Regions from separate parts of the Mus musculus genome. Here region 1 is linked to region 2. A link is a contact called in public HiChIP or PLAC-seq data. All regions are on one chromosome and are shown on one strand. The core of a region is the stretch at or near the end of the contact, and the rest is flanking DNA. Distances in the headings are between cores, read along the strand shown.

Evidence for each region. HiChIP or PLAC-seq counts read pairs in DNA pulled down with a chosen protein or histone mark.
Region 1: a contact with region 2 is called in an H3K27ac HiChIP or PLAC-seq map of SST interneurons, with 32 times the contacts expected there. The contact joins two enhancer-like sites. A contact is called at or near these places in 1 of 39 promoter capture datasets (hippocampal neurons), 2 of 15 datasets of contacts at CTCF or cohesin (large pre-B cells and pro-B cells), 27 of 484 Hi-C or Micro-C datasets (the 63-12 cell line, the AtT-20 cell line, B cells and 18 more) and 3 of 115 datasets of contacts at active chromatin or transcription factors (SST interneurons, astrocytes and embryonic forebrain).

Annotation. Positions count from the first base shown.
Region 1 is chr12:43,826,091-43,830,163 of GRCm38.p6, forward strand. The region is part of intron 1 of Gm33384 (a long non-coding RNA gene); the gene reads right to left. Among named protein-coding and RNA genes, the nearest start is that of Gm33384, 23 kb to the right of the region's middle. Within about 2 kb of position 1,856, at least 50 of the 459 cell types and tissues checked have an H3K27ac peak or open chromatin away from gene starts, as enhancers often do. A contact at or near this core is called in SST interneurons, cortical neurons and hippocampal neurons, where this site is marked.
Region 2 is chr12:40,835,271-40,839,575 of GRCm38.p6, forward strand. Dock4 (dedicator of cytokinesis 4) reads left to right here. Exons shown (of 53, transcript NM_172803.2): 50 at 1,360-1,432; 51 at 3,171-3,284. Among named protein-coding and RNA genes, the nearest start is that of Immp2l, 190 kb to the right of the region's middle. Within about 2 kb of position 1,796, at least 38 of the 459 cell types and tissues checked have an H3K27ac peak or open chromatin away from gene starts, as enhancers often do. A contact at or near this core is called in SST interneurons, cortical neurons and hippocampal neurons, where this site is marked.

The DNA.
Region 1 (4,073 bases), core at 606-3,105, 3.0 Mb after region 2:
AACTTCAGCCTTGAAAATCCTGCTTATCAAATCAAAATCAAATCAAAACACAGACATAGCTTCACCTGTGTTCATGTCCTTGGATCAGCCAGGCCTGGATCAGGTGGAGAATAGCAGAATGAAGAACTGACCCTTCCATTAGAAAGAAATCATAAATATAGAACTGAAATCCAACAAAGAGGGTTTCATGTAAGCCAGAAGGACAACAATGGTACTTTCTAATTTTATTTAGAAACCCTAGTTTTCTGTATCCATAGAACTCATCCCTAGTTTAAATATGCACCAAAATCAAAGAAAGGCTCATAGTCATACATAGGTACTCTCATATATTGAGCATTTTACCATGCTTTAGTATTTTTTCCAGATATCCTAAAAAGTAGGTCAAGAAAAATAAGTTTTATCAATATAAAAAGGATAGCATTAGTACATACAATGTTATCAAATCAAGTGCCAGACCCAAGTCTGGTATTAAAATAACATTAAAATAACAGGATGCAAGGCAAAAAGACAGATAGAAGCTGGCTGGCTGGCTGATGCATGTTCTGCTGAGTCAGAGTTTGTGTTATATAGACTAATAGTTTATAGAGGGCAGTGACTTCATTTTACATTTTAGTACTTACTGCAGTGTACATACAAACTCAGAAGTATTCCGAAGCAGACTATAACTTTAGCCAGTCTTTTAACTGTTCTCATACAAAAGCATAAATATTTATGTAGATACATACATATGTACACATATGTGCATGTCTATGAAAAGATACGTATCACATAGTGTTGCTTTGAAAATTGAGATAATGCATGCAAATGGCTTACAGTACTTATTAGCCTTTGCCACATAATAAAAGCTCATTATAAAATGCATAATAAATTTGTTAATACCAGTATTTAGGTGTGTTAGTTTCCCAGAGCAATTGAAACAGTAAATCACAAATTATGTGACTTAAAATAAATATATATTGTTTCACAGTTCTAGAGTCTAGACGTCCAAGATCGAGTATTTACAGGATAATGCTCTCTCTGAAACGTGAAAATTCTTTCTTGGCTCTCTCTACTTCTAGAATTTGCTGGAAATCTTTAGCATCCTTTATCATATGCATGTGTGACTCCAATCTCTAGCTCTATGCTGTGTGACTTTTCCTAGGGAAAGAAACAGATGTAGCTTTACCTCAGATAGGGTACCAACAACAGATGGAAGAAATGATTCTATTCAAGTCTAACTTGGTGAACCAGCATTTATTGTGGTTAGTTACAAGTGTATAGATGAAGGTTATTTATAATGAGAACAGATGAGTCAAAAGCAGCTGCAGCCCTGAAATGCCCACTCCAGCATGGGCGATGACTCATGAAGGCTACATCCCTTGTAGCTCCCTGCATAACTTGCCAGCAGCTCAGTGGAAGCTTCTCTTCCCCCAAAACTGTTTATATAACCTTGCTGAGGAGCCTTGTGATTATAACTGTCAAGAGATTGCTGAGAAAGATGTGTTTCCTTATTTCCCTCCTCCCACTGATTTAGATCTTTGAGAGCAAGAGTCTCTCCTGGCTCGGGGGAGCTTAACTCTGGGGGCTAAAGTACAGGAACAGGAACGTCAACAGTCACCAAAGCTGCCCCAAGTCAATGCAGTTTGTTGGCTCACAATAGTGAGGAAAAAAGATGCAGACAAAAGAATGAGGAAACTATTAAGAAAAGTAAAGACTCCCCAGAGTGGAAGGAGTCCAAAACAGGAAATACCACTGTTTGGCAGTGGGTGTGGGGGAAAGAAAGAGTGGGAAAAAACCCTTCATCCCACCAGAGTTCAGGTGCTCTGGGTGGGCGGATCTGGGAGGACAGCCGCAGGCTTTCCATGCAGCTCCTGGTGGGTGTCTGGCTGTGGGAAGGCACTGGGCCCCTTCTCAGCCGGGGGTGAACAAGGGGCAGTCCTAGGCAACAGGTTCTCAGTCTTGGGCATCCCAGCCACCACTGGACGCTGCCACAGAAGAGCTGAGAACAAATGAGGGGCAGCTGGGTCATCCCCAGGGCTGAAGGGCAGAGATGGCAGGGAGAGCAGGGGCAGTGAGTGGTTCCCACACAGTCGAGAGTCCTTGGTGCGGTCCATGGCTGGAGCCCAGGAAGGCCTTCCAGTGGGAGGTTAGACATGCCTTGTTAGGGAAAAGCCTATCCCATTGTTCAATCACTGTGGGTCTTGATGAGCAGAGACAGTCTGTGGTTTTAGAGCTTTACTATAGAAAGGCAGGGAGAAAGAGAGAAGATAGAAAGAGGAAGAAAGGCTGGCCATGGCCGTGTGGAGAGAGAGGGAAGGGAGGGAAAGAGAAGGGCTAGAGAGTAAGAAAGGTGAGAGCTTAAAGAGAGTGAGGAGGGGTCAAGCAGCCCCTTTTATAGAGGGCTGGGCTATCAGGTAACTGTGGGGGTGGAGTCTAGCCATAATGCCAGAAGCTTGGGACATTGTCTGTGTGACTTATAGTCACAGAATTATGGAGTTGGGGGCTCTGTCTCTGGGAACATGGCTTGCTTTTCCATTCCTTGTAGCGTTTTCTACTGGGTCACTGGAGCGAACCTCTTTCAACCAAAATAGGCTGCCTTTCACAGCCCTGCATACCACCAAGCTGCTGGACCTGGGGCTTTCATGAACCTTGTAACAGAAAACTGAACACAAATCAAGCCAAAGGGGCTCACATGCTCTATGCTTCTGTCTCCCAATCAGGGAGACACTCACTCAGGGAAATGGTCTTGAGTTATGGTCACCACTGTTCATTTTCATTTTGACCTTGGTTTGTTGTGCCAGACACTGACCTTGGCTGGGTTTGGTACCCATTAATTAAATCATGATTTCTTTCTTCTTACTTGTATGTAACCAGCTTATATATTGCCATGGACTCCTGTCTTAAAACCTACAGGAAATTAATTCTTATCACAGTTTCTAAGATGGAGCCACATTTTTCTTACTCATGTTTACCTTACTCTCTACAGAATGATCTCTTGTCCATAATATAAGAAGGACTTTAAGAATATGTCCTTGCCCACAGTTCATTTCTGTTTATTTCTGTTAGATACACAAATATGTGAAAGGACAACTGTGCATAGTGTTAGGGTCCTTCCTTGGAACCAGCCACAGTCTGTAGATACTGCCTGTATTGAACCAGAGGTACATCCTTTTCTTCTGGCCAGTAGAGCTACGTCATACCCACCTGCAGGTCCTCTTACTTACTACCCTCGGTGTTCTCATCTTCACAGTCTTAAACCTAACACTCTTTTTACCTTAAACATGTATTTACATGAGAACACCTCCAAGAGAGAATGTTGCAATGGAAGGAAATTGTTATACCATACCCCATTAGCACTTTTCTGTTTCTCACTACTTCCTAATGAATTGATCTAAACTTCATGACCTTTGCAAAAATCCTATTTCTAAAAAAGCCACACTCATAGGCCCAGTGGATAGGATTTAAATATATCTTTTTGGAGACACGATTTAACCCACACTGAGACTGAAACTGAAACTCATGCTGCCTAAAGATTCACGGGGGAATTTCAAGGGACCATTCTTCTCTGAGAGTTTTCTACAGAATCTATGTATAATCCCCCAAGATGACACAATAACTATGATTCTTTGTTGCCTCCAGATGAAAGAATAAGAGTTTGTATAGCCTGCATCTCAATTTTATCTGGTGTCTTCTTTGTCAATTCTGGTGATATCTCTATTATAGTTTGGAAACATTGTGTCCTGCATACAGCTCATATACTTAAGGCTTCCTGAAAATGTTTGGAATAATGAAAGTTGTATTACTGAATCTTGCACTGCTGACAGAAAAGGATTGTTTTGACTTTTATGTTCCTATGGATTTTAGTTCATCCTGGAGGAAAGGTGTAGTGGTAGAAATTCCTCAGTCCATGGCTTGGAGATTTGTGGAAGATGAGGAAAAAAGAGATAGCGGAACAGAAGGACCTATGCATACTTTTCAAAGGTTTTCCTATAGTGACCTACTCCTCTAGCTAAGCCCCTACCTCCTAAATGCTCTACAGCCCTCAAAGTAGAGCATTCAACATGTTTGTCCATAGGAAACATTGTAGTTTTAAT
Region 2 (4,305 bases), core at 546-3,045:
AACATTCCAAGGAAAAGCCAGTGAATAAACCATCTGTGTGTGTGTTTGCATGTGTATGAGTAGAAGTCTGGGGAGGGAAGAACAACTGAATTTAGGGGAAGACTCCTGCTTCTGCCCAGACCTTCCTGTTTGTCCATAGCTATTGGGAAGAGCTGCAGCTGACTCCTTTCCCCAAGAATGTAGGTGCAATCTGTTTGCCTTTGCCATTGATCTTCCATGGATTACCAGGAAAGGGGCTGTGTCCTGGAGATGTCATACGAGCTAGGGAATGTGGTTCCGCCGGTCACTCAAACCTCGCTTTCAAAAACCTGAGTGAGCATGGGCCACAGGCCCAGTCCAGGGGCAACGTATGTGCATTGGAGGGTGGGTACGAAGTTGAAGATTCGTGTTGTATCCCTGAGTTTTTTTCACAGTTTATTTGGGACTAATTTTAAGAGCAGAGAAAACTCCTTGTTTCTGCTCCAGCTAATTTCTCTGTTTTTCTACACCATCCTGGCAGAAGTCTGTAGCTGCATCTGGAATTGGATGAGAGCGAGTGGGATTTGGCTTGATTGGTTTATCTTTGCTGATTGTGTGATCTTCCCGAAAGGCCCAGGATACCTCCTCTGCGCAGCACTGATGTCTTGCAGAAATGATTTCTGAGTGCGTTTGCCTGAACCAGCTAACCAATTTTATTTCCCGTTGTCACTGGCATTGCAAGGGGATTTCAGTTTGTTTCATCTGCTCTAAGAGATCATGTGCCAGCATGGGAAACTCTGAAAGGCTTCCTTGATTAGTCCTGAGTTATCTGTCTTGGGTAAAATTTGAATCAGTATATATGTTACCAAAATTATAATAATGTATAATGCTGTAGGTTTCCACTTTTTCTTTTCATGAGTTAGGTAGAGCTATGTAATATTGGTAATTTTGTAGGTTAAAATTATAGAATATTCATTAGCTCATTTTTGTCTATTATAGTATTTGAACTATAAGTTTGTCTATATAGTAGGTTTTTAAATTAATATTTCTCCTTTCATTCTTATTCATGTCATACTGCCAGTCTAGCAGTATACACTTGTAAAGAACATCATACCTAGCGAATTCTTACTATTAATTTTCCCTATGTTTATTATGAGTAATTATTTACCATTTATATTTAATGTAAAACACCATTTCTTATTATGTTTCTTTCAGAAAACCTAAGACTCTGTTTCCCCTTTTCTCCTTAAATAGAGTTTAATTATTTGTTCCTAGGCTCATTATACCATATAGAAAATGTTTTGAGCAAAGAGTTTCATAAGGAGATAACCATCTCATTTTCTAAAAGGCATCCTACCTCAGCATATTATATCATAAAAATGGACTCTTCTCCCTTTCCAGAGGATGCTGTTTAATCATATTGGAGATGGGGCCTTGCCTCGAAGTGACCCCAACCTTTCTGCACCTGAGAAAGGTGGGTACCAGTCATCCACCCCTTGTAGGTCCTAGAATGTGTCAGGGTTTGTTGTGTCCTCATTTCCCCCAGTCTTCTGTGTGCCGTGTGGCAGGTAGAGCTCTAGACTGTTAATGATCAGGGTGAGTGTGATCTTTAGGCAATTAGTGAAAGGCAGTTTATCATGATCCATTCTCCATAAACTCCTAAGCTCTGAGCAAATTAGAAGCTCCTTTGTGTAATGGCTTTCTGTTGTTCAGCGAGCCCAGGCCAAGCCTGCTCTCCCTGAAGCAAAGTTGCCAATTAAGCCACTAGTTCACACAATGAAAGTAGCTACTCCTCAGATTGATTCCACAGACCCCATCCATTGTCTCCTTCACAAAGCTCATATTCAGCCAGCTCAACTGTTGTTGGTGGTCACTCACACAGGCTCTTGTACCATTAAATGCCATGCAAGCATTGCGATCAGACGCATAATGGAGTGGGGCCCGCCTCAAGGTCAAGCACACACAAATAAGATGCACACACCAAATGCATGCATAGAGCTAAGAAGCCAATTAGCAACACACAGACCAGGAAGAGCAGATTAAATGTCGCTTCCTCCACTGTGGGTGCAGGGACTTGCAAAGTCACCCGTTTGCCTCTCAGGGTCAGGCCTCAAAAATAGCAGTCTCGCAGGCTAATGAATCAAGACTCACTAATGAAATGTCCCAGTAAAGTGCACTTTAATTGCCCCCATTAAGAACTAGGCTGTATTACCATTTTGGTACACTGATAGATTAACATTAAAACTTCCCAAAGGGAGATGAAAATTAGTGAGGGCCTAGCCAAAATTATTTTAAAGCATGGAATTAGCTTTAATGTTGTAAGTCAAGCATTGATCTTCACCAGGAGAAACTAGGGATGTGCTGTTATTTTTACCAACTTTACTAAAGAAAACTACCCAGCAAATATAAAAGAAATAGAGAAAAAAAAATAATGTTTAAAATATTTCCACCCCATTAAATCAAAGCAGTAACTTGGAGGAATAAAACGTGGCAATTCTCACTGCGTCCGTCAGATGGCAGTATCTGCACGGGAAGCAAGCGGGAACGCTGGTTTTACTATTAGAAACTTCATTGTGGAGTGTTTCATAACCTTGTGTGTCCTGCCCTGCTTCCTAGCAGAGCTGTCTATATTCCTACACCGTGATGCCTGGAGCAGATGGATTGCAAAGTAACAATGACGTTATCAGCAGTCCAAGTGGTTTTCTCAGGACTTACTTAGTGTAATCTGTCCATTTGGAACTCATCCTTTCCTGACAGGACTGGTCAGTGTGGCACCCTCAACCCTGTCCTTGGTACTTCTGCCACACAGTTGAAATAAGAGAGTGCCCTTTGCCTCATCACCTCCTTTAGATGGCCATTTGTTCAGACATTTCTACAAATAGGCTGATGACTATATTTTCCATCTATTTCTCAGCATCTAAACACATTTGGAATTCTCAGCAGGTTGCTACTCCCTGGCATAGAGATTTGCAGTTCTGTTTGACAGCTTGAGGGAAATAAAGAGACCTGCTGTTACTCAATTAAATGTCAGCTCTGTTAGGTAACCAATTAGAGAGAGGTTTAATATTGGGGAAGTGTCCTGCTTGGTTACTGCTTAAGGTTTTGTGGTCTTTTTGACTACGTTCTGGATAATTCTGCCAGACTCCTAAGATCTCAAGCATTTGAAAGGCAAAGCTGGCTCTTGTGTGTTTAGCTGTGTTATTCCCTTCCAGCTGTGAATCCCACCCCTAGCAGCTGGAGCCTGGACAGTGGGAAAGAAGCCAAGAACATGTCGGACAGTGGGAAACTTATCTCTCCCCCTGTCCCTCCAAGGCCCACACAGACTGGTGGGTATTTGAAGCATTTGAATAATCACTTTCATATAATAAGTATATTGAGCATTTCAGTTTGCTAGCAACATCATTTGCCTCTAGTTGGCTCCTCCTTTCCCTGTTCTTCTGCCATACAGTCAGACAACAGTCCCTTCTAATAAGCCCCTCGGAAGAATTTGAGCATGCCATCTTCTTCCTGGCTCCATGTTCAACCCTTGTTGCTTGATGGGCCACTGGCCTCTGCCCTTCGCTTGCACTGATCTCTGCTAACTCGGCCGCTTTCTATAATCTTCCCCGATGACATCAATGTTTCAGCTGACTCGAGAGCCAACCCTCAGTGGCTTTGAGGAGCCTCTGACACCTTGAGTTATCTGCTGCTCTCAGAGCTCTGTTTCCGGCAGTGGTGTTGCTCAAAGGGCTAAAGCGTGGACCTGCATCTCTTGTAACTGTGGCTCACGAAGCACATCCTAACGTACGTCTAGCCTCAGGTCTTCTGAGCCAGTAGATTATGTTCCTGAAATGAGGCTGGGGCCAGCATTTTACCAGGCCATTTGTGGGCTGCTTCTGCTCACTAACATCTGAGTGCTGAAAATGGTTGGGAAACTTCCAGCCTGGCCCTGGGTCCCCAGAGAATCACAGACAGAAGCAGAGCTGGCTTTCATGAGCTTCTGTTGGGAAAAGGCCAACTTTCCCTCTGAACATACACCACTTGCTTGGTGACTTGCATGCGGAGCAGTTTTAAGAGAAGCTTGAACTGACTGCCTTTTCCAGTAACCAGATCTTGTCAGCACTTTCCTACATCGCTGGAGCTTTCCAGGTATAGCCGGCCTAAGAACCAAAGAAAATGTGGTACCATTTCCTCAGCAGAGTGCCCTAGTCTGAGCACTCGGTGTCACTTGCTACATCGTAGCTTCTCATCCTTTGAATAGTTTCTGCAGGGTCAGAATGAGGGATGAATTTAATCCTCTTGATCGGTATTAGTATATCGGTCTGATTGTAGAAATGAGGGCCCATCAGCCAAATCATTTGTATTTCT